7 separate regions of the Mus musculus genome follow, and all the other regions are linked to region 4. A link is a contact called in public promoter capture Hi-C data. All regions are on one chromosome and are shown on one strand. Each heading gives the region's core, a stretch centred on a gene start, on an enhancer-like site or on the middle of the called end of the contact. The rest is flanking DNA. Distances are from core to core; before and after follow the strand shown.

The links. Promoter capture Hi-C pulls out the DNA fragments that hold promoters and counts their contacts.
Region 1: a contact with region 4 is called in a promoter capture Hi-C map of liver, with 2.6 times the contacts expected there. The contact joins the promoter of Xaf1 here to the promoter of Pafah1b1 in region 4. A contact is called at or near these places in 2 of 39 promoter capture datasets (hippocampal neurons and liver).
Region 2: a contact with region 4 is called in a promoter capture Hi-C map of pre-B cells, with 2.8 times the contacts expected there. The contact joins the promoter of Pimreg here to the promoter of Pafah1b1 in region 4. A contact is called at or near these places in 2 of 39 promoter capture datasets (cranial neural crest and pre-B cells).
Region 3: a promoter capture Hi-C map of cranial neural crest shows a contact between it and region 4. The contact joins the promoter of Tekt1 here to the promoter of Pafah1b1 in region 4. A contact is called at or near these places in 3 of 39 promoter capture datasets (cranial neural crest, frontonasal cranial neural crest and hippocampal neurons).
Region 5: a contact with region 4 is called in a promoter capture Hi-C map of stem cell-derived epiblast-like cells, with 4 times the contacts expected there. The contact joins the enhancer-like site here to the promoter of Pafah1b1 in region 4. A contact is called at or near these places in 7 of 39 promoter capture datasets (the C10 cell line, cranial neural crest, frontonasal cranial neural crest and 4 more), 1 of 484 Hi-C or Micro-C datasets (embryonic stem cells) and 2 of 115 datasets of contacts at active chromatin or transcription factors (embryonic stem cells and pro-B cells).
Region 6: a contact with region 4 is called in a promoter capture Hi-C map of embryonic stem cells, with 7 times the contacts expected there. The contact joins the promoter of Ube2g1 here to the promoter of Pafah1b1 in region 4. A contact is called at or near these places in 5 of 39 promoter capture datasets (cranial neural crest, embryonic stem cells, frontonasal cranial neural crest and 2 more), 2 of 484 Hi-C or Micro-C datasets (both in embryonic stem cells) and 2 of 115 datasets of contacts at active chromatin or transcription factors (both in embryonic stem cells).
Region 7: a contact with region 4 is called in a promoter capture Hi-C map of hippocampal neurons, with 4 times the contacts expected there. The contact joins the promoter of 4933427D14Rik here to the promoter of Pafah1b1 in region 4. A contact is called at or near these places in 3 of 39 promoter capture datasets (hippocampal neurons, liver and pre-B cells), 1 of 484 Hi-C or Micro-C datasets (B cells) and 2 of 115 datasets of contacts at active chromatin or transcription factors (astrocytes and large pre-B cells).

The regions. Positions count from the first base shown.
Region 1 is chr11:72,300,018-72,303,272 of GRCm38.p6, reverse strand. Xaf1 (XIAP associated factor 1) reads right to left here and starts at 1,644. Exons shown (of 6, transcript NM_001037713.4): 1 at 1,564-1,644. The coding sequence starts at 1,595.
Region 2 is chr11:72,040,846-72,044,192 of GRCm38.p6, reverse strand. Pimreg (PICALM interacting mitotic regulator) reads right to left here and starts at 1,691. Exons shown (of 6, transcript NM_144526.3): 1 at 1,659-1,691; 2 at 856-1,176. The coding sequence starts at 1,143. It also overlaps a transcript of Aipl1 not described here.
Region 3 is chr11:72,360,539-72,363,868 of GRCm38.p6, reverse strand. It overlaps Tekt1 (tektin 1), which reads left to right and starts at 1,987. Exons shown (of 8, transcript NM_011569.3): 1 at 1,987-2,076. Gm34317 (a long non-coding RNA gene) reads right to left here and starts at 1,955. Exons shown (of 7, transcript XR_003949575.1): 1 at 1,878-1,955; 2 at 315-339.
Region 4 is chr11:74,722,614-74,725,805 of GRCm38.p6, reverse strand. It overlaps Pafah1b1 (platelet-activating factor acetylhydrolase, isoform 1b, subunit 1), which reads left to right and starts at 1,422. Exons shown (of 11, transcript NM_013625.4): 1 at 1,422-1,807.
Region 5 is chr11:72,579,889-72,583,035 of GRCm38.p6, reverse strand. The region is part of intron 2 of Gm51906 (a long non-coding RNA gene); the gene reads left to right. Among named protein-coding and RNA genes, the nearest start is that of Gm51906, 26 kb to the left of the region's middle. Within about 2 kb of position 1,260, at least 28 of the 459 cell types and tissues checked have an H3K27ac peak or open chromatin away from gene starts, as enhancers often do. A contact at or near this core is called in stem cell-derived epiblast-like cells, where this site is marked.
Region 6 is chr11:72,605,629-72,609,082 of GRCm38.p6, reverse strand. It overlaps Ube2g1 (ubiquitin-conjugating enzyme E2G 1), which reads right to left and starts at 1,822. Exons shown (of 6, transcript NM_025985.4): 1 at 1,448-1,822. The coding sequence starts at 1,493. It overlaps Gm51906 (a long non-coding RNA gene), which reads left to right and starts at 1,920. Exons shown (of 4, transcript XR_003949712.1): 1 at 1,920-2,142.
Region 7 is chr11:72,205,920-72,209,281 of GRCm38.p6, reverse strand. It overlaps 4933427D14Rik (RIKEN cDNA 4933427D14 gene), which reads left to right and starts at 1,800. Exons shown (of 19, transcript NM_001361564.1): 1 at 1,800-2,086. Txndc17 (thioredoxin domain containing 17) reads right to left here and starts at 1,728. Exons shown (of 4, transcript NM_026559.3): 1 at 1,514-1,728; 2 at 948-1,029; 3 at 477-552. The coding sequence starts at 1,658.

The DNA of each region.
Region 1 (3,255 bases), core at 395-2,894, 2.4 Mb after region 4:
GACATGACGCCTTGTTGCATACCTGGGGTAAGCTCTTTCCAGGCCTGCGGCCTGGGGAAAACAGTGATGATGCTGATGATGCATTCCTATGCCTGCCAGTGCTGGTGAAACAGATAAGCTCGCCATCAGAAAATAGGTGTGAGGGCACTGTGCCTGGGAGAGGGGGAGGAAGAGGGTACCAGGGCAACAGGCAACTTTCAAGATTGATGATAGATTTCATTTCCTAGATTGTAAGATGGTTTCACAAATAAGTACTGTGTATCAAGATGTATATTTCAAACATGTACAAGTTAGCTAGGGCTGTTGGCACAGGGGTTCAGGAGCCTGAGTCAGGAAGATGGCTAGTTTAAGGCTTATCTGTGCTTATAGAGTAAGTTCAAGATCAGCCTAGGCAACTTAGTGATACTCTGTGTCAAAAGGAAAGGGAAAAACAGAGCCAGGGATAACGCAGCTCAGAGTGCTTGGCTGCTCTGTGCAATGCCCTAGGCTCAGTGCCTGGAACGACTCCTCAGCATCACCCCACAGAGACAGGGTTGGGGGAGGTAAAGTTCTATCCTTTTCCAGTTATCTCCTAGAAAGGCCATCACGAGAACAAGGGAGCACAGCAGTGCAGCTCTGCCCTGACCACACCTCAGACCCTCCAAGGGTTTCCCAACTCTCAAGAGCAAAAGTCCATCCACCACGCTGTCTCCCGTCCCTGGGCTCCCTTGCAGCTACCCAGAGAGCATCTGAGATGCAGGGGAGTCTTGTAGGGCAGGGTGTCCTCCTCTGATAGGCTCATCACCAGGAACGCTGCCAACCCATTCCATCTGCTCATGCTCACGGCAGCTCGGGAGAAAGGAAACAGGCTGTATCCTTAAAGGACCAATTGTTCAGGCCCTGTGATCTGGCTCATGGCCTCCAATTGTTCAGGCCCCTGTGATCTGGTTCATGGCCTCACTGCTGTTAGCCTGATCCAGCTGTCCCCACAACCGCACAGAATGACGTCCTTTGCTCTGTTTGCCCTCTCTGTTTTGCCTGCCTCCATACTCCATAGACCAGAGATCCTGAAAGGTGAAGTGGAACAAAGATCTCTGTGGAGCTTTACCCCAGTTACTGCAACAGGTGGGGTCTGCTGAGGAACCAGCTCTTTTTACTTGGAGGTGTGGTCCTTGCCTCCTGCTCAGCCCTCCATGTTCTATCTCCCAGCTCCTTTGTCAGGCGGAGGACAGGAATAACCCTGGAACATCTCTCAAAGGGTCCTCTCACAGATGGGTGGGAAGACCACGATGCCCCCCACCCCTGCTACGGATCTAAGCTCTGACAGGAATAGCCTGCTAGGGACCAGTCCCTCCATACTTCATGGCTAAAACTAGCCAGCCTGAAATACCCAAGCTAAGAGGGAACAGTGATATTGAGGTACCACTGAGCACTCTACTTAGAGATTTGGAACCTCTTCACTCCAGAGGTTCCAGTCCCCTTCGGCTTGCCCTCTGGTGTTGTACTTCATCCCCATCACTTCAGAATTTGTTTGCTCTGCCCTGCCCCTCTGTCTGGCCAGCCCTGGAGAAAATGCCTTCTTACCAGTTCCTGCACACTTGGAAGTCAGCCTCCATGGTCAAGCTTCCTGCAGTGCTTCTGTGGAGTTTCGTTTCTTTGCACACAGGAAAACAAAACTGAAAGTGTTTGCCCAGCCTGACTCACAGCGGCAGGGAGGAGACTTCAAAAATTCTCAGCTCAGGGCGGTTCCCAGATCCTGGCAGCTAGACACTCCCAGAAGGCCATTCTGCAGCATGGGCTAGTCCTCTGTCATGCCCCTTGTCCTGTGCAGCCTCTGTGCTACCGTGACTGTGACCTCCAGGGTGGGCGTTAGCTGTCGGGTTTCCTCTGGGCAGCACAACAATTCCTCCCTTTCTCCCCCTCCCTCCCTGACTGGCTTTGTTTCCATGGGGTCCCTGCCCACTTCTCAACCTGTGACTGACTCCTACTGTTTCTGTCTGGTCTCTCCTGAGATGCTAAGCTTGAGTCTGCTCTCTGAAGAAGAAGCTCCTGCAAGCTCTGTACCCCTGTGTGGGTTCCAGTTTGTGGTGACTTTGAAAACAAAGTCTGTGAGGAACTGAGCAGGGGGTTCTGGGTGCTGGATGCTCAGGCTACAGGGTTTGGGGCAAGTCTTGGGAATGGCCAGGGATAACTGTGTTGTGTCTCCTGAGGTTGTCCTCTGCTGGGAAACAAAACAAAGCAAACAATAATGGCAAACAATAATGTAAGCCAAGATGACAGAAACCATGAGGAGGTCTTGCTATCCCATGCTCACTGGTAAAATCGAGCAGCAAGGGGCTGAATAACCTGCACAGAAGTTCCCAGGTAACGTGGTCCAAGGTGTGACCCTTCTGCCACAGGCACGGAGCTGGAGGAGCTGTGCTCAGATCCAGACAAGATAACCAATTGGGAGCTTGAGTCACCTCAGCCTTCTGGATACTGTCTCCTGGCTGACCGGGTTACACTGGAGCTCCCAGGCAACTTTAAGGTCCAGGTGCTCCTAGAATTTGCATGCAAAACTGCTGCTGTGTCAGTATATGTTTGTTCCAGCGAGGTGCCACAGCCTCAGGCAGTTACCCAACAAGGCTAGCTGACCTCATGAGGTTCAAAGAAAACAAATTGTGTTAAAGGCAGCCCATGTCCAAAATTATCACAGTGCAAAATGATGGAAGTCAGTCGATTTGCTGGTTTCCTGTGTTCATTCCACCACCACCACCCCCCTTCCAAGGAAGAAACAGGGCGTCATTAGATAAATGAAAATGATCAAAGGGTTTTGGAGTAGAGGTAGCGGTATGGCACTTGCCTACCATGCATAAGGCTTTGGGGTTAGGATCTAACACACACACACACACACACACACACACACACACACACACACAGACACACACACACACACACACACATCACAAAGTATATCTCAGTGACAACTGATACATTCACAAATACAGCCGTGTACGGAATAATGATGTTTCTGTCAGCAGTGCAACTGTACATAGCACAGTAGCCATATAAGATTACACCTGAAGAACTGCAGAAGTCTTGTCACCCAGTGATGCTACACACAGCAGTGAATCACTTCCACTTGTGTGCCCTTGGCATGAATGCAGGGTGCAAGAAAGCAGAGAGGTGCGGGAACATGGTCAAGTTGCATTACATACATGCATTAAAATGTCAAATAAAAATGAAGAAAAAATATAGCACACATTTCATATATGGCTGGCTCAGCGGATAAAGGCA
Region 2 (3,347 bases), core at 442-2,941, 2.7 Mb after region 4:
CTGCCCACATCTCCAGCTCCAGGTTTAAAGACCTAGGTGGGGTCAACATGATATCGTAACAGGTACATCTTCTTGCCACCAAACCAGGCAACTCGTGTGATCTCCAGAACCCACACGGTGGAGGGAGACCTTATTCCTTCTCTGACCTCCAGACAAGTACCACTGCATAAGCGCTCCTCCCATAGATAAATATTAAAACATTAAAAGAAGATATCTGCTCGAAGGCTCTTGGACACACCACACACAAACACCACCCCTCAAATCTGCCTTCTGAACCGCTCAGGAAGTTGCACCCTTTCTGCAAGCCCCGCTCCTCTGCCTTTTTCTACCAAATAGTTGACAGCTAAGGTGTAAGAGTGTGACTGGGAGACTTTAAATGGGGGTCAGCACACAGGATCACCTCTCTCACTATACTGACTGCTTAGCTTCACACTGGGGACTCTTCTCTTCAGCATCCACGCTGGACTCACTCACAGCATCCCACTGGCCCTGTGCCTACATACACCTCCCCTTTCCTGAGTGATCTTGGAAGAGTCACCTATTCTAGGAAGTCTTTATCCACTAAGCTTGAGACTGGTATCTCTTTATAGATAGCCATTTCCTGCAATTTTCTATCACAGGACATGGCAGGTCACCTTGCATGGGGAACACCAATTTCTTCCATGACTTTATTCACCTACTGATTTGTTGGGAAACTATTATGTGCCAGAATGACCGGGGTTCTGGGAAAATGGCAAGAACCTAATCAAACCCCAAGACCCCATGGAGTCTATATTCCTGGGGTCTCCCTGAGGATAGGGACAGTCAACACCAAGGACGCTTCTGTAAACAGACGGCTGGTGGTGTCATTGTTACCTGGGACATGGCACCCAAGGCGCTTTTGGCTGAGCGAGCTGCAGCCTGAAGACCTTGCTGCTCTGGCTCTGGACTTTCCAGGCGTTTCCAGGAGGGGCCGTTACCGAGGTTCAGGCTGACCGCTCTCAGAGGCAGCCTCCTTTGGAATTGTCTGCACAGGGAGCCCAAGGGACCGGTCTCCGGATGACCCCCAGCAGACCGGGTCACCTCCTTCTTCTCTAGCTGTTCCTCCTTTAGGAGTGATCGTCTGCGCACAGAGGTCCTCATGCCCTGCCACTGAGACGCCATGTGCTTGGTCCAGTTTCCGCTGCCCGCTAGATCCTGGGGAGGTCAAAAGGTCATCAAAGTACTCCCTGACCCCATTCCAAGGCTCCAGGGACCTTGGGAACTGGGAAAGAGATGAAGTGGAACCTCGCGGGGTAGGCCTGTTGGGCAATTGTGGATGCCAGAAAGATGACCAATGGCATCATGGTCAGCAGCTGCCTCCGTTGCAAGGCGGCAATTTGTCCGTCTTTCCATCCTAGCCTATTCCCCATAGGCTAAGTGGAGTGGCACACAGGTCACGGAGCCTCGGCGCTTACGCAGGGCACCAGCAGTATGCTGTTTTCACAAATTTTCCTCTCCGGAGCAGATTTAGCAATCCAGCCAAGGCCTCGGATCCGATGGGGCGTTTGCAACTCCTAGACATTCCCTTTGTCTTGTGGGTCCTATCCAGAGCTCCTGACCCGTTCCCCATTCAGAGCTCCCCGTGAGACCGTCCCCCACCCCCCTCCTTAAGCCCCTCGGTAACCCCGCATGCTCACCTCCCTGCTCGATACCCGGACCCGAAGATCAACACCCTCTCCTAGCCCACCGCAGCCGATTTGAAACTCCGCGCGGCCCCGCCCCGCCCCGGCGCTTGCAGCCCATTGGCCCTATCAGCCATCCACCACCGCCGCCCCGGATTTCGATTGGTCTTTTTCTCTCGTGACTGTAAATCCTGCTTTGGGATTGGCCTGGCCACGCCCATACATCGTTCGTAGACCCCCCACCTGGCTCGCCGCAGAGGGGTCCAGGTCGCCACCGGATCACTGTTACCGACCAGCCCGCCTCCCTACATCCCGGCTGCTTGGTCCCAGGCGACCGCGCCTAGTCCATCGTTCTCCCAAGCTCTCTTCTTCAAGCATGCAGGTCAGGGTGCAGGATGCTGCGGGGGTTCAGGTCACCGCCACCCAGGGCACGCGCCCCTTTCAGTCCTTCACCCCGCCTAACTTCTCTCCCACGATAAGTAGTTTTGTCAAAGCGATAGGCTGGGACTGCCGAGCTTTGCGATCCCTGGGAAGTTTTGTTTCAAATTCCCCGCGTAATTCTCTTCCTTCCTGCGAGATGGCCCTGCCCCTGTCTGTTCCTCAAACAAACACCCTGCTGGCGGCGCCCAAGAAAGCACATCTCAGAGGAGGGGACAGACTGTAGATCACCCTCTCCACAGTTAGGTCAGTTCCTCTGCCGGGTCTTGCTCTACGCATCTTTCAATCTTTCTTTCCTGTAGTCTGCCAGCAAGCTAAAAAAACAAAACAAGAAACAAAGACGACGACGACAAACAACAGCAACCCAGGCTGGGTCACTTTCTCCCATGCTTTCATTTTTATGGTTTTGACTTTTTTTAAAAAAAATATTTTTATTTTTAATTATATGTCTCTGTGCATGTAAATGCCTGTGGGGTGGCGTGGTGGCGACACAGAAGAGGAAGTCAGACCCTCTGGAGCTGGAGTTAGAGGTGGTTGGTTCTAACTGGCCACACTCAGCCTCCCCAAGATTGAAATCAAGGGGCCTGGCGTGCCACCACAATGGGGCCTTCTTATCGGTCCTCAAAAAAGAATTTCTCTTCTCCCTCCTCTCTCCTTTCCTCAGCCTGGAGTGAGACTCCTAGAGACTCTTCAGGCCTCTTCCTGGTGTCAGGATTGTCTGACCCTCTCCTGACCTCAGTGTTTACCTCCCAACCCCCTATAATAATAATGGTTGATTTGTGTGTAGCACTTGCAAACACTCCCTTTCTATCAGCAAGCCCAGTTTATCCCCAGTGCTCTGCAGCTCTGTGAGGTAGCTGGGGTGTGGAGAGACTGGCCGTACACTTCACTCACTAACTGTAGCAGGGTGAAGGACCCAAAGGCCATGCATGCAGGGACGTTGTCTGTGTGACCAGGGTTGACCCCCTCACTGTTGCTCCTCAGACCCCACCCTTTTCCAGCTGGGGTCTCTCCCTTGACTCCTGAAGCCAGCACTCTTCTGGGTCCTGTCACCTCCTGCTGGCTGCATAAAGCCAACAGAGCCAAGACACTGGTTCCCTGCTCCCCCAAAGTCTCTCTAATCTCACCAAGGGGAACTTGTGACTTATTAAACTCTGTGCTTTCTTCCTTCTTACACCCATGGGTCTCAAGTTCAGCATGTGTAGAGAGACAAGTATTTCCAGACCAAATCTCCAATAATCAATCAGAGAACTGTACCGTTATCTA
Region 3 (3,330 bases), core at 738-3,237, 2.4 Mb after region 4:
TGGCTGCTCCTAGGGCTGAAAACAATTTCTTTGAATAGAAAAACAAGGTCCCCTTGTTAGCTGTATAGGTTCTGAACAAGAACATTCTGAGCCCTAGAGATTTCCTCCCAGAACTCGAGTCTCAGACACACCTTGGGGTGGGGAAGGGAGCTTGCTAACTTCACATGGTAGGGCTAACCCAAGTTTTCTGATGCAGAAGGCCCGGGCAGGGCTCAGGAATGTGTATTTCCAACAAGTTGGGGGTGGGGGGAATGCCAGTTGCTAGTGGTGAAGGGTTTGAACACTCAGATGCAGGTGCATCTCAGCTCACTCACCTGGACAGAAAGAAATGATGTTGTCCTGGAATGAGAGATAGCAGGAAATGTGGATATCAAATCAATGTTCTGCTCCCCACAACCCTGTTTTTGGTTATTATTATTTTAGCAAAGTAACCTTTTCAGTTTTACATTTATTATTAATATTATTATTGTTGTTATTTGTCTCCCTCTCTCTGTCTTCCCTCCCATTCTTTTCCCCTGTGTGTGTGTGTGTGTGTGTGTGTGTGTGTGTGGTTGTGCAGGTCAGAGGACAACTTGTGGCAGTCATGTCTTTCCTTCTGGAGAGGCACTTTTACTTGCTGAGCCACCTTGCCTACCCCAGTCTTTGAATTAAGGTATTCATTAATATTAATACCAGAATTAAGAACATAGATACATGAGCTGGGCAGTGGTGGCGCACGCCTTTAATCTCAGCTCTTGGAGGCAGAGGCAGGTGGATTTCTGAGTTCCAGGCCAGGCTGGTCTACAAAGTGAGTTCCAGGACAGCCAGAGCTACACAGAGAAACCCTGTCTTGAAAAAAAGCAATATATATATATATACATACATGAATGAAAGGTGAGTGTTAATTTCCAATATGTCTTTCAGATTTGAATCCTCAGCTTAAGGGTCTTTTTCTGGCATGCTGAGATGCCAGGGATAAGCAGATACACCCAGCTCATCGCTGCTTTTTCTTCCTTCCTTCCTTCCTTCCTTCCTTCCTTCCCTCATTTCTTTCTCTTTCTTTTAAAGATTTGTTTATGTATTTATTTTATGACTAGGAGTGCTCTGTTTTCTGTTTTCATGCACACCAGAAGGTATGCACTGGATCTCATTGCAGATGGTTGTGAGCCACCATGTGGGTGCTTGGCATTGAACTCGGGACCTCTGGAAGAGCAGTCAGTCCTCTTAACCGCTGAGCCATCTCTCCAGCCCTTCATCAGTGCCTTCACATTGTTATAAATTTTATGCCTTTGTTTCATCGTGTTCACCTTTATGATTGCTTTTTCTGCCACACAGACAGCGCCAATTTCCCATTTCCAGTAGTAATGCAAAGGGTTTTTTTGTTTTGTTTTGTTTTTGTTTTTTTGTTTTTTAAATAAACGTGCTGCCTGTAAAACGAACGTTTGAAGATGGTGTATGGCTATGTTAAACTCATGGCCGTGGCACCGAGTGGCTGGCGTCCTGAAAGCCTAATTTTAACTCAATCCACAACAGTTTGAAGATCACGTAGCAGTGCGATCTTAACCGAGAAAAAGCTCAGTGCTTGGTGAGTTTTACGCCTTGGGAGAAGATACCTGGCCGAAAACCCATTCTTGCCTACCCCTGTCTGGAGCTACCCATGCACCCTGTGTGTCGCTAGGTTTGCAGGTCCTTTGCTCCAGGTTTGGAGCAACGACCACGTGGAACGCAGTGTGTGTATCTCTGTGGTCCCGGGTCATCTACGGCTCAGGACAGCGCCAAGACCGACCCGCTGTGCATCTATGGAGTCAGAGACTCGGGGAACGGGAACCCCGAGTGACCCAATCTCCTGCCCCGTGTTTTGACGTTTTCTCAGCAGGATCAGACTTCGGACCACCTACTTTCTTTGTCTTGTTTGCTCGGGTTACCCTTTAGCACCACTCTCACATTCGCGCTTGCGCAGTCTTCTAACTAGGGCAACGTTGCGTCCGTCCGGTTGCCATAGAGACCGCAGTTTTCTCGGCTGGTTCTCTCAGAACCAGGAGCTCTGGTTGGGGTCAGGAGTGCCCTACAGAAGCTTGTGTTCTTTAATGAACTAAGGTAAGTGAGCCCCGATCCACCTCACCTACCCCTTCTCCCTACCCACGCGGTGTGTCTTTTGTATCAGCGGTTAGCACTGATATCGGTCCCCTCTTCGAGACTATTCACACTTGTTCAAAGTTATATCTCAGAGAGCCACGCTGAGACAGACTCGGGAGAGACCATAGGAGGGGACTGAACTGGAGAGCTCAGGAGTGTCTGAGGGGGTTACATGGGGCCTGATGCTTAGCCTAGTCAAGATCTGAATCCATCCTTGGTTGTGACGGCTTCAGAGGCCCCTAGGGTAAATACTAGGGTTATAGAGTCCAGAGCGGGAGGCTTTCAGAGTTCAGCTTTGCCTATGGAAGACAGATGTGATGTCGTTCAGAGCCAGGGGATCATATTTTTTTTCCCCCGCAACTGTCTCCAGAGGCTGCCTTACCCCCTGTTCCTTGTCTTTATCCTGTAGTCACAATGCCCAGATGTTGGCTTACAGACGTCACATCTGTTCATTTCTTATACAACATGTCTGGGTTCATGTATTTGAAAGAATACTGCTTGTCTTAGGGTTTCTATTGCTGTGACAAAACAACATGATCAAAAAGCAAGTTGGAGAGGAAAGGGCATATTTGTCTTACATGTTCATATTGCTTGTTTATCATTGAAGGAAGTCAGGATAGGAACTCAAAACAGGGCAAGAATCTAGAGGCAGGAGCTAATGCAGAGGGCATGAAGGGCATGCTAACTGGTTTGTTCATCATGGCTCGCTCAGCCTGCCTGCCTTCCTTCCTTCCTTCCTTCCTTCCTTCCTTCCTTCCTTCCCTTCTTTCTCTTTTTTCTTTCTTTCCTTCCTTTCTTCCTTGTCTTTTCTTCCTTTCTTTCTTTTCTTCCTTTCTTTCTTTCCTTCCTTCCTTCCTTCCTTCCTTCCTTCCTTCCTTCCTTCCTTCCTTCCTTGTCTTTCGTTCTCTCTCCCTCTCTCCCTCTCTCCCTCTCTCCCTCTCTCCCTCTCTCCCTCCCTCCCTCCCTCCCTCCCTCCCTCCCTCCCTCCCTCCCTCTCTCTCCTTTTTTCTTCTCCAAGGCAGGGTGTCTTTGTGTAGCCCTGGCTTTCCTGGAACTCACTCTGTAGATTAGGCTGGTCTCAAATTTTCAGAGATCCACTTGCCTCTGCCTTCCTAGTTCTGGGATTAAAGGCACCACCACTGCCCAGCTCAATCTGCTTTCTTGCAGAACCCAGGACCATCAGCTCAGGCTTAGCATCACCCACAAAGGCCTGGG
Region 4 (3,192 bases), core at 173-2,672:
GTGTGCTTCCTTCCACCCAAGGTTTGCTCCATTATTATTTATTCTTGGAGACAGGGTTTCTCTATGTAGTTGTCTGTCCTGGAATTCACTGGGTAGAGAAGGCTCTTGAACTTGGAAAGATCCACCTGTCTCTGCCTCCAAAGTGCTGATATTAAAACACCATGTCCAGCTTTAAATCATTATTTTAAGATAGGGTCTTACTATATACACCATGCTGGCTTCAAACTCGTGGCAAGTCTCCTGCCTCCGTCTCCTCAGTGTTAGCATTACAGATGTGAGTCACCCTAGCTTGTTTATTACTATCATCATTGTTTTTTGTTTTTTATAAAAAGGATGCTCCTGAGGCTTGCAGAGAACTTCTGGGCTCTTGCTGGTCTCCTGCCTCCTGAGTAGCTTGGGCTACGTGCCATGTGCCACTTTGTTTGGCTACTGGGTTTATTTTATACTGATACTGAGGCCAAAAAGAGATATGATAATTTAGTCAAGGTCACATTCCCAGTGGTGACACCAGGATTCATACTGGAGACATTAACTCTGCAGCTTCCCAAGTGATTTTTACAGTATTTACCTTCATCGAGGGACGCAATAGAATCAGTTAAGCCTCAGTGCTGGAAAACACAAGTGGATAATGAAGTAATCTCATTCAATACTTAAATATCCTATATTGAATAATTCAGAGCCCCAAACCTTCCCTTTCAAAAATCAAGTGTCTCTTTGTGGAATAAATTGACATCAAATCCCCCCAGATTTGTCATCAATATACAATTCATAATATAATAAAACACAGACATGTCTTGTAGAGAATAAAGTTCCAGGTCTTTCTGTGGATTTCAGTTTCCAGAATCTCTGATGAATACATGTGACTAAGGAAAAGAATAGCTGAATCACATCTACAGGCGATTCCTTCCGATTAAAAATCTGTACCAGAAAGGAACACAAGGCAATCCATCTGCCTTTTAACCTCAACAGCTCTTCTGCCCAAGCCCACCAATTTACTTTGGTCCTTTTGGGTGGGTGGGTAGGTGGGGGATGGGGAATAATCCCACAGGCTAAGGCAGAAAGGAAGCATCCTGGCTTGGCTCCTGCTCTAGCCAGCAGGGGCCGAAATGCCAGTGCACCGGGTACCCGCGGTCCGCCGGGACAGCGCAGTGACCGCTGAGGCAGAGCAAGAGTCGTGATGGACGCCAGCCGTCAGGCAGTTTAGAGCAAAAGGGAAGCTTCCCAAGGGATCAGGGGGCAGAAGCGAGAAAAGCCGCGGACGGGACGCAAGCTCGCCGGTCGGCTCGGGTACAGCCGCCAGCTCACCCTGCGGAAGGGCGCGCGGCCCAGGCCCAGGCCCAGGCCCAGGCCCGGCCCGCGCATGCGCCGCGGGCCCTCCGCTCCCCTCCCTCTTCCTGGCGGGTCTGGGGCGGCGGCGGCGCGGTGACGTCAGGGCGTTGGGGCAGCTCCTGTGACAGACGGAGCTGGAGCGGCGGGGCGGCGGCGGAGTCCGGCGGCCGAGATAGCGAGTGAGGGAGCGAAGGAGCAGCGAGCCGAGAGTCCAGGGAGCGAGGAGGACCCGGAGGGGAGCGCTCAGGCGCGAGCGAGAGGACGAGCGAACGCTGGGCTAGGGCTCGAGCCCCGGAACGGCCGAGGAGCCCGCCCGCGGCCCTCCCCTCCCCCTCCCCGGGACCGGGCCCAGCGCGCCATCCTCCCCCTCCCTCCCTCCCTCCCTCCTTCCTCCCTTCCCTCTCCCTCCCCCTCCCCCGCTGGTGGATGGGAGTGAAGGACGGAAGAGGCCCTGCGGAGGCGGTGGTGCAGCGCTCCGGTAAGGCGGCGACGCTCTGCGCCCTCCCCTCTGTCTCTTCCATCGCGCTCGGGTGGCTGCGGGCCGGGCCGGCGGCCTGACGATGTGGCTGCGCCGGTCCCCTCCCTCCCATTCTCCCCTCCCCCTGCCGCCGCTGCCTCCTCCTTCTTCTTCTCCTCTCCTCGCTCTCAAAATGGCGGCCGCGACGGCCGTTGAGTGAGAGGCACCGAGGAGGGGGCCCTGGCCTGGGAGGGCGCTGCCCTGGCTCCGGTTCCTCCGACCCTGGCAGTGGGCTACTCAGGCTGCTGAGGGTTCAAGCCGTGGCCTCTCGGGCGGCATCGCCCTCCTGCCGCCGTGACTTAGCAAGAAAAGTATTCTTGGGTGGGAAGGGCGTGGATAGCAGGTCGCTCTCTGATCTTGGGGAAAGGGCTCAGCCCTCCTGGGCCGCGGAAGCGAACCCGCAGTCCCCACCCCTCCTTGGCTGGCGACTCGCCGCCGGGGCTCCAGCAGCTACCAGGCCTTCCAGGCGTCGGGTTCTCCGCTTGTCCTTAGGTTGAGGGTGGACCCGGGGAGGATGGCCCGCCGCTCAGGCCCTCGGCCCCCCGGTGCGGTGGTGGTCCAGCCTCTGCATTCAGTAAAGATCTGCAGCATCCACCCACCGAATCGGGCAGGATTTTCCTTTTTGCTACTGACTCCTCGCACGGGAGTTGTCTTTTGACGTTGCTAACACTGAGCTCCCAGGTTCTCGATCATTCCCTTCATCCCATCTCTCCACTCCATTAGGAAACGCTGTGACTATTTACCCTCTCTAGCCTCCCAGGTGAGAAAATGTTTTTTTGAGACGGTGGGCTGATTTCGTCTCCCAAGAGGAAAGAATTTCAGTCTTGAGATAGGAGAAAGCAAGGTGCCTGGCTTTATTTGTTATCCTGCCTGCTTTTTCCAGTGACTTAGCAAGAAACTCCTTGGGAGGAGCGCAGGAAATTTTCTGTTGAGGTTGGGTTTGGGTGTAATTCCTATCAGTATTTTTGGCTAAGAAATTGTGCCTTTGAAGAGTACCAGATTTGTGGTCTCATTCTCAATGGGCGATGTCATGTCAAGGATACCTCCTCCTCACCCCCCCCCCCCTTTAAGAGACAATTGGGAGAAAATAAAATTACTGCTTTTCTTACCTTTAATTTCAAACACACCCTCCTAAAGATTCACAACCTTTAAAAGATCCAGTAACATAAAGGTCATTTTAGCAATTCTCTTTTTGTTGGGTTGGCTTGTTTTGTGTGAAATTTCTTTTCTGGGGGTGGGATGGTGGAGACTTTGTTTGGGCCTCATGCCAGTAATATTGTCTTCTCTCTTCATTTTGCCACAGCAGTTGTTTGCTGTGTTTCCCCCTGCAGTAGAGCTTGATTGCT
Region 5 (3,147 bases), core at 11-2,510, 2.1 Mb after region 4:
ACTTACTACTAAGTCTGACAACCCGAGTTTGATCTCTTGAACCCACAGAGTGGAAAGAGAGAATCAGTTCCTACAAGTTGTCCTCTGACCTCCACGTGTGCACCTTAGCTCATGTGTGTTACCCCACCAAGATAAATAAACAAACAGTGTGGGCATGGTGGTCCATGTCTTTAATCCCAGCACTCACTCAGGAGACAGAGGCAAGTGGATCTCTATGTATTCTAGGCCAGCCTGATCTATAGGGAGCTTCCAGGCCAGCCAAGGCTACATATGAGACCCCACCCCCACCCTGTCTCAAAAGAAACAAAAAAGAAAGCAAGAAAACTTGACCAAATAAATAACAACGGAAAATCTAAATACATAAGTAAATGTAATTTTTAAAACTTATTTTAAAATGTGAATAGTACCATATGTCCATGTCTTCTTTGGTTGCAAACAGCCAGCACCACCCTGCATTTTACCCTCCTGCCGCAGCAAGGAGAAGGTGTATTAGGTTTCCTGACCTCAGGCTAAGGCAGGCATGTCTAAGTTGATCCAGGCTCCGGATGTCCCCAGCCTTGGCAGTTCTGGTCCCTGCTGGCCCTGTCCTTCTGCTGGCTTCTCTCTGAGCTTCAGACAGAGGCTGAACAGCGGCAGCGTGATGAGCGAAAGCCCACCCAGAAGAACACTAAGCCCAGAAGCCCCAGCTTGCTGGGTTCAGGCTTCAGCTTCTGGAATTCTCAGGAAGAATGGAAAACAAGCTCCCCTCTCTGCAGATGTGGCAGAAGGCCACCTCCTAAAGCCCGTCACCTGGCCTCTTGCACAAGAGCCACCTGAGGACACCTGATCACAGGCAGCTTTCGGAGCCAAGCCTCTATTCCTGCCAATGAGGCCCCAGGCAGGAGAGGGACTTGGTCAGGTAGCCAAGGCTGCTCTATCACAGGAGTTGGTGGAGTGGTTGCTAGGCATGACATGAAAATGAAATAAGATCAATTAAGTCCTCTGCTCCTAAGAAGCTGAGGGAACGAGGTGCTTCTATGCTTCTGATTCAAGAATGTTTTTCCTTGGCTCCAGTATTAAGAGAAAGGTCAGAAACCTTTGTAAGGAGGCAGCCTCCTGCTGAGGTCAGGCCTCTCTGAGAGTGTACCTTGCTGTCTCTTACTTCCCACTGAGACTTGGGAGCTAGCATCTCAAGACTGCCAAACCACATGTCCACATAGACACCCTCTGTTAACGGAGACCTGACTCAGAAGTTGCCAGGCAGGATCCTGGCTCTCGCACAGCATGAGAGCCACCTCCTTGGAATACACTGTGGTACAACAGGCAGGTCAGTTAGAGCCTAAGCTTGAAGAGAGAGGAAGCCAAAGTGAGGCCAGAAGGGTTACCTTCTCTCTTCTCCTGCACTCCCCCACCCCCACCAAGGAAGTCAAGAACACAAGCCACATTTTCAGTTGCTTATTTTTAATGATTACTTTTTTATTTTAAAATTATGTCATGAACATGAGCCACATTTTCATTTGTTTACTTTTAATGATTAACTTTTATTGTAAAACTATGTATACATGTGTGGGTGGCCTTGTGCCCATGAGTGCAGGTGCCCATATTGCCCAGAGGCCTTCGATCCCCTGGAGCTGCAGCTTGATATGAGTCCTGGAGGAACTCACCTGGGTCCTCTGGAAGAGCAGTGCATACTCTTAACTACGGAGCCATCTCTTCAGACCCATGATTACATTTTTTTTAAAAAGGGGGTTTTGTTTGTTTGTTGTTTGAAACGGTCTCTCTAGCATAGCCCCGGCTGTCCTAGAACTCACTATGTAGACCAGGCTAGCCTCAAATTCAGAGATTCATTTACCTCTGCCTCCCAAATGCTGGGATCAAAGGGGTATGCCACCACACCAGACATTTTTTTTTTTTTTTTTTGGTTTTTGGTTTTTGGTTTTTGGTTTTTTGAGACAGGGTTTCTCTGTATAGCCCTGGCTGTCTTGGAACTCACTTTGTAAACCAGGCTGGCCTCGAACTCAGAAATCCGCCTGCCTCTGCCTCCCAAGTGCTGGGATTAAAGGCATGCACCACCACGCCCGGCATATATGTATTTTTTAAACTATATTTATTTATTCACTTTGGTTTTTGTTTTAGTTTTTTATTGTTACTGGTTTTTAGGCAGGGTCTCACTGTGTAGCCCTGACTGACCTGGAACTTGCCCTATAGACCACATTAGGTTCAAATTCTCAGAGATCTGCCTGCCTTTGCCTGTCAAATGCTGACGTTAAAGTATGTGTCATCAGGTGGACAGGCCTTCAATCTCAACATGTGGGAGGCAAAGGCAGGTGTATCTGAGTTGGAGGCCAGCCTAGTCTACAGAGTAAGTTCTAGGTAGCCTGGTCTACAGAGCAAATTCCAGGCGAATCATCACCAGCCTGTTTATTTACTTTAGGGTGAGGTATGCTTAAGCTAAGGTGAACATGTGGAGATCAGAGGTCAGCCAGAGCCCCCATTCAGGTACCCCCAACCCTGCTCCTTGCAGGCTCCATTCCTTCCTTGGGTCACCCAAGGACTCCCATGGGCAGATGCAAGGGGAAACCTGGAGAACTGACATCTTTGTGAGCTGTCAGAATCCTGGTTCTTCCAGTCTAGGCAGGTACAGCTTAGCCTGCAGTTATCCGTTCAGAGCCAGAGAAGAGATTCTGCCCCTCAGGTGACCCCAACTACATCCTGATTTCACCTATGACATTTCCTTTTTGCCCCCTCCCTCATGCCATCAAATGCTAACTCATGGCCATTGCTAAAGTACCCGGTTGCTTGGTTACCTGGGAGACTTAAAGTATATCTTCTTCTTCCAAAGTCCTCTTAAATAGATGGAAAACTGAGCAGGGGACAGGGCTTGGCCCAGACAGGGCTAAACAGCTGCTTTTGTTGTTGTTTTAAAAATATATACATATGTATGTATGTATACATACACATACATATATATGTAAAACATTTTTAAATACCTAAAAGTCAGGCATGATGGTACATGCTTTTAATCCTAGCACTGGGTGCTGGGAATTTGAACTCAGGTCCTCACGTTTACCTAACATGCACTTTACTGAGGCCTCTCTCCAGCTTGTTATTCTTTTTAATAAAATATAACATATAGTTGGGCTGGGAGCACAGCCCAGTGATAGAAAA
Region 6 (3,454 bases), core at 573-3,072, 2.1 Mb after region 4:
GATGTCCCAGAATCCACTACAGTAGACCAGGCAGGTTTCGATAAAGAATTCCTACTAAGTCAAAAATTTTAATTCCTTCATCCAAAACAAAAGGCGAAAAAGACCTCAGAAAAAGAATGTTTTTAAATAAGATGCAATAAATTGTTTAACTTCTTTCGAAAATATTTCTGATGGGGATTCTAACTTTTCCATCCACTTCAAATTGCTGTCCCACCTAGAATTTTAATACTTGTCCAAACCTGTTAGCTCATGGTCTAATAATAAACCTAATTATACAATCTGTAACAGCCCCTGTCGACCTTTTCCTTAAGAAGTCATAAAGGTGATTTAGCTGACACCTCAAACTCATAGAAATCTATTTCATTTATCAACATTCCGGCTTTCAGAAAGTTTAAAAGGGGGGTGGGGGGAGAGGACTGGCTACAGGTTGAGGAGGGGTGAAGTCGCCTGAACCAAGCCAGGCACACGCTTGGCGTAGGACAGCAGGGCTAACTACCGGTTCATTTCTCTTTAAATCTGGCAGCACGTGGGGCGGCATTGTGAAGGCACCAACCCGCCTCCTCCCTCCCCCCCTTCCACTCCGCACACGTACGCCTCCAGCGCGCATGCTCCGCTCACACAGTCCTAGCAGAGTAGGAGCCAACCCCCTAAAAAGTCAACCTGGAAGCCGCAAACGGCCAGAGGCCGGGACAATGGGGGAGGGGGACAGAGACTCCACGGGGGAGGCACTGAGCCGCCGCCCCTGGCCAGAGCCTAAGGCGGGCCGCAGCCCGGTGGCCGCGAGCCTGCGCGAAGGAGCCCGAGCCGTGCCCACGGAGCACAAAGCCCGGGCCGGCCAGCGAGCCGCTCTCCCCAGCGCCCGCGCCCACCCTCCCCCAGACGGGCGGCGCAGCCCGAGCTCGTGCCAGGCGGAGGCAGGCGAAGCGGAGTCGCGCTCCCCGCCGAGCCCCCCGGTGCCCCGCGTCAGCACCCGGGCCAGCCCCGCCGTCGCTTTTGTTGTCTGCCCTAACTCCGCGAACCCCGCGCTGCCGGGCCAGAAGTTTGGCGCGCCTCCCCTCTCCGGCCCCCGACACGGCTCGGACTCACAGCCGCGCGGGGACCCCGCAAGCTCCCGGGGTCCCCGAGGTTCCGCGGCCTCCGCCGCACCTGAGCCCGGGATCCGCCCCTCAGGGAGGGTCGGCCCGACCGGGACCCACGCCCCTCCCCCGCAACGCCCCAGTGCCGTGGGGGAGGGGGCAGCCGCCCAGGGCGTCCGGCCCGTCCGAGGGCGAGGCTGGGGAGCGTCCCCGCCCCCAACACCCTCCACAGCCGGGCCAGGAGTGTCGCCAGCTCGCCGCGACTCGCGGGCTCCCACCCTCGCGGCCCGCCACCACCCAGCCTCCGAGCGGGCGAGAGGAGGCGAGTGGCTCGGCAGTCCGCGATCGCGGCCCGGCGCCCCGCCGCTCACCTGCCAGCTGTCTTCGCAGTAGCAGCGCCGACTGCAGCTCCGTCATCCTCCCCACCGAGAGCCCGGGCCGCCACCGGGACTTCGACGGACTGGCGACAAGCTCTGCCGGTGCCTGGAGCTAGATGTGTGTTGAGGAACCCGGACCGGAGCGCCGAAGCCGCGGGGAGGCCGGTCTTGGGAGACCCGAGAAGCACCTCGCCGCCTATGCGAGTCCGCTCCGCTCGGCTTTCCTCGCTCAGCGCCTCACGCCCGGAAGGGGAGGGTACCCGGGCCGCCGCGGCGCGCACTGGGACTTCGCTCGCCCGCTTCCCTCCTCTGCCCGCCCGTCGGCCCCACCGGTGCCTTCCCCCGCCACTGCCTCACTGCGCGCAGGGCCGCTCCGCGCAAGCGCGCTGAGCCTGCCTCCTTCAGAAGCAGCACTCCTGCTAGCCCGACCCCTCGGCCCTGCTGCCCCGCCTCCGGCGGTGGAACCCCGCCCACCGCGCGCAGTGGGCTCAGCCCCGCCATCTTGGGAAGGTCCACGCCCGCCCAGCTGCGGAAGCGTCGGCTGGTAGACGCCCCGCGGACGCCATGACAAAGAGGTCGCGGAGGGTCAGGACGCTGCCTCCCGGTATAAGCAGGAGGTCTAAGCGTGATGGGACCAGAAGTGGTAGATGTTGGCGAGGACCCAGCAGCCATCCAACACTACATCGGAGGTGTGCGAATTAGTCATTGTTACAAAGCCGAATTTAGTACTGGTGTGCACCATTTTAAGCAGCCGCAAAATAGAGTGCATGGTGATAATTCATAAAGAATGCACAGAATGGTCCTTGAAATAAAAATGTTATGAGTCTCATAGCAGAAAACGTTTAAGTAAATAGTAAGACTGAGTAAAGTGCAGAGTTGTGATTAGCACAACCTGATAAATGGTTCGGATTCAGGTGGTATTCTCCTGTAATCTCAACACTTGAGGCTGAGGATTAGAAGACCCAGGTCCCCTTCGCTGCACAGTGATACCCAATCTCCGTCTGGGGATGAGGATCCATAATAGATCAGACTCCTCTAGAAAAGGCACCTACTATGTAAAGTCCAAGTGTGAAAGCCGAGATTAGGAAAAGTCAACCTTATCCAACCTCCTTGCCCATTTCCCAGTTGAGTGCTTTGTCAACACTGTAGCAATAAAGAAACAAAAAAGGGAAGGGGGAAAAGTAACATTGACACTCAATTTTGTTTCTTCTTTCTTTCTTTTAAAGATTTATTTACTTATGTATATGACTACACTGTTGTTCTCTTCAGACACACCAAGAGAGGTCATAGGATCCCATTACTGATGGTTGTGAGCCACCATGTTGCTGAGAATTGAACTCAGGACCTTTGGGAAATCAGCCAGTGTTCTTAACCGCTAAGCCATCTCTCCAGCCCCTTGCTTGTTCTTTCAATAAGTGTTTGTTCAATCCCTACTTCCCTGTACCTGGACTGTAGAAAACAAAAACTGTGCATAGGAAATCAGGTCCATTTCTACCCACAAAAGCATGAAGCTTCTGTGAACTCCAAGTAAAGTGAACAAGAGGAGCAGATTCCGTTAGGCATGTAATAAAAATTACTGGGCAAGCAGGCACAAGGCCCTGGCTTACCTCCCTAGCACTGTCCCACCAGACCAAAGAAACAAACATTGAGTGAATCTGCCATTTTGAAATACTGCCCACCTAGGGACTAATCCAGCTTTATGGTTGGGATAGGGGAGGGGTTGGTTTTTTGTAGTTGTTTTGCTTGTTTGTTTGTTTGTTTTGGTTGGTTGGTTTTGGTTTTTTGAGACAGAGTTTCTCTGTATAGCCCTAGCTGTCCTGGAACCCCTCTGCAGACCAGGTTGCAGGTTCGAACTCAAGAGATCTGCCTGCCTCTGTCTGGATTGGAACTAAAACCATGCCCCACCATATCCCTCTGTGGGTTTGTTTTTAAGGATTTTGTTTTAATGGGTATATATATGAGCCGGGGTGAATTTATGTGTACCATGTGTATGCCTGGTAC
Region 7 (3,362 bases), core at 551-3,050, 2.5 Mb after region 4:
TAGGATGCTTGTGTCAAGATGAATCATTAAAACACTTGGCCTGAGAGGCCTTGTATTTCCACACTAGGAAGCCCCATAGGCTGAAAACAAGAGACAGCATGCCTGGTGCCATCTCTTTCCCTCAACTCTTTAATTTAGGATTCTAGGGGCAGGGCTGAAATAGAGGGAGAGCCCTTTTAAGCCTGAAAAGTGGGTTTAGAAAACATTGACAAAGGTGCTTTCAGAAATGAGTCAACTTTCTTCTGAAGACAGAATCTTAAAAGTGGCTTAAAAATACACCCCAGACACTAATATCTGCATTATTAATAGTTTGTCAGGATTGGCAGAGGAATGGACACCAACTTGTGTGTTTCTGATGCACTCTGAACAACAATGTGATGTTGGAAATCAAAGGTCAAGATCTTTTCAAACTTGACTCAAAAAACAACTTGAGTTTTAACTACATTATAGCTACAAACATAAAGGTAGACACTTACTGTTCCATATTTAAGTAGTGTAGGCACTGCGGTTATTTTCAGTTTTTGTCTGAAGTCATTATTTGGGTCTTTCCAGCTGTTCCAAAATGAAACAGATAATGAAAAATACTACTTGGTTCATTACAGTTTACTCAACAGTTGACTTATATATAATATACTTGTAACCACTGCTTTTGTTAACCTTTAAACATTTTGAGAACTGTAACTTATGTGTCACTTTCTGCAAAGTTTAAAGTGTGGCTAAGATAAAACAAATGTAAAGTCAATAGAGTTCTGAACTTATTCCAGACCCAATTCATTAATGATGATATGTGGTTGAACATAAACTGTAAATATGAATTCAGTAATTCTAATTGTTTAGCTTATCAGACAATACCTAAAACACAGAGCCTGACCAATTATCTGAGGTCCTTTTTACCCAGCTTTTTAATAATATAGTCCATGTCTGGAGATACGGTATACATGACTTACTAAGGTTTGTCTCCTACTTGGCAGTAGATGAACACACAGTCTTCGGTAACATGCTTCAGCCCCTCTCGAATGACTGGCTCAGCTTTTTAAAAGAGTTAAAAAGTAATTACACATCAACTGCGATAGCCCACGCCCTCCCGTCCCCAGTCTTAGACTTTAACCGGTTGTAAGATAGGATGTTAAAGTCGCGTGTCCTCTGGACTCGTGAATCACTTAAGTCCTAGTCCTGATTGTCTTTAAGACACAATCAGAAAACTCAGCATACATATATGATGACGGAAAGATCAACTCCTGAGTCTGGTCTTTTTTTTTTTTATGAGACACTAATCGTTTGGGGAACTGAGAATTTTAAAGAACCTGGTTCCAAGATCCGAATCCATGATAAAAATGAGGGTCATCCTTGGGTGGGGCAGTAAGGGCCTAACGAGAGACGGGGTACAGCTCAGGCGCTTCTGCGGGTCTGCAGGACCAAGATCCTCATCTCATCCCACTTTCTGACTTCAGCAGGGGCCTTCTTCCTAGCACTGCTGTGGCGCAGCAACCCCCAGTCCTGGTCCCAGCCTCACCTTCCACGCAGTCCGGACACCAGCTCTTCCCTTCGGTATCCTTAGAACCGCTGAAGTAGGCGAAAATGGTCTTGCCCTCATGCTCCTTCACTGCCTTGTCGAACTCCTCGAAGCCCAGCACGCTCACCTCCTCGAAGGTGGCCATGGGTACAACAGTGCGGAGAGGAGCACGGGAGGAGCCCTAGGGTCCTGCGCCCCCAAGGCGGGGCCCAAGTAAGGCGTGGACAAGGTTCCGGGTGGGCGGGGCCGCCGCAGCAGAGTGGTGCTACGGGAGCCTTGAATAGCCATAACTCCTTAGGGCCGTCCTTTTGGTCTGCTGGAGTTTCTTTTTGGCGCCAGTTTCCCTCAGACAACTAGACGCCTGACCTGGTCTGGTCCCCACCCTGGCTTCATGGACAGTGACGGCAAAGCCCGTCGCGGTACAACACCTTGATCCTCAAATGGCTCAGGAAGATCAACGGCTCCCAAACAGCCGCGCGCCTGTTGCCATGACGACTGGGCGAGAGGCCGGAAGCGAGGCCTAGCGTGGGGTCGCCTTACGATCTCTTGGTGGCCGCGCCGCGCCCAAACCAGGTGGGCTTGGGCCGGAGCTGGGGGAATTCTGGGAAACTGCATTAGACAGAGAGACAGTGAGAGACCTCGCCCCAGGCTTGCCTTGCAGCTCCGCCCCTCCTATTACCTTTCTATTTGTCAGACTTTAGGGGGGCCGGGGCCGGGGGCGGCGTCCGGGATCGGGCGGGGGTTTGGAGAGAGCTGGGAGGCAGAAAGGCAGCGAGGACTGGATCCGAGTGTTGTGAGTGCGTGTGCGGGGGAACAGATGCAAAGAGAGCGTGTCTGAGGTTGCATTGGGGAAAGGAATTGTCCAGGAGCTGCGACGCCGGCACGGGGGCCCTTGCCCGGGCTACGCAGGTGTACACTGGCAGCGAAGATGCCGGCTCATTGCATGAGGGCCCGCAGGTTGCGTCGGGGTGTTCGGCCTCTGTGGGCGAGGAGGTGGGGTGCAGGGTTATCCCGAGGCTATGGAGTAAGGCGCCGGGTGAGATCTTCAGTGCGGCGGATGCTCTGTGCAAACATAGGGTGGCTACAGAATGGTCAGCAGCCTTTAGAGAAGAGGACTGCGGAGCCCGCAGTCCCCGCTAGGGTGAACAGGGCCTTTGGGATACCTGGGACTGCAGGCTCGGTTGAGGCAGCAATGGACCCCAGGACAGTGTGGGTGAACGGGACTGTGGGCGAGCCCGAGGTGGTTGGGCCTGCTGGGTCTGTGTGGGTGACTGTATCTGGGGAGGAGGAGCTAGACAATAGGAGCTCTCCAAGCTGTGAGAGAAAAGGTCGTCCAGGAACACTTGGCCATGAGAGCATCCTGGAACTGTGGTTGAAGGTGCAGGCTATGAGGGTAGCGTCGGGATGCTGGGAAGGAAGCAGAGTGGAGCTCCATCCCGTTCCCGTGGGAGAGGGGCCGATCGAGAAGGGTATTCCTGGGCGAGCTTCCTGGGTAGAGACCAGCCGAGGTGGTGTCACCGGACCCTGGGTGAGAGGCAATACTAGGACATTCCCCCAGGCCTCAGGACTGCCCACAGCTAGGGGAATAGGGGCCGGTTGTGAGAGAGTCTCTATCCTTTGTAGGCAGGGACAAGCTGGGAAGACACCACCTCCTGTGGGTGGACCTGAGGTAGTAGAGAAGATAGACTGTGTTTCCTCTGGACCTTGGGAAAAAAGACAAACTGTGGTGGTGCCTGAGGCCATAGGATGGTCTCAGGTCTTGAAAAGGCCCAGAGCTGGAGAAGTGAGGGAATGTGAGGGTACCTCATGTCTCTGTGGGGGAGGGCAGTCAGGGCAGTTTTCTGGGGCT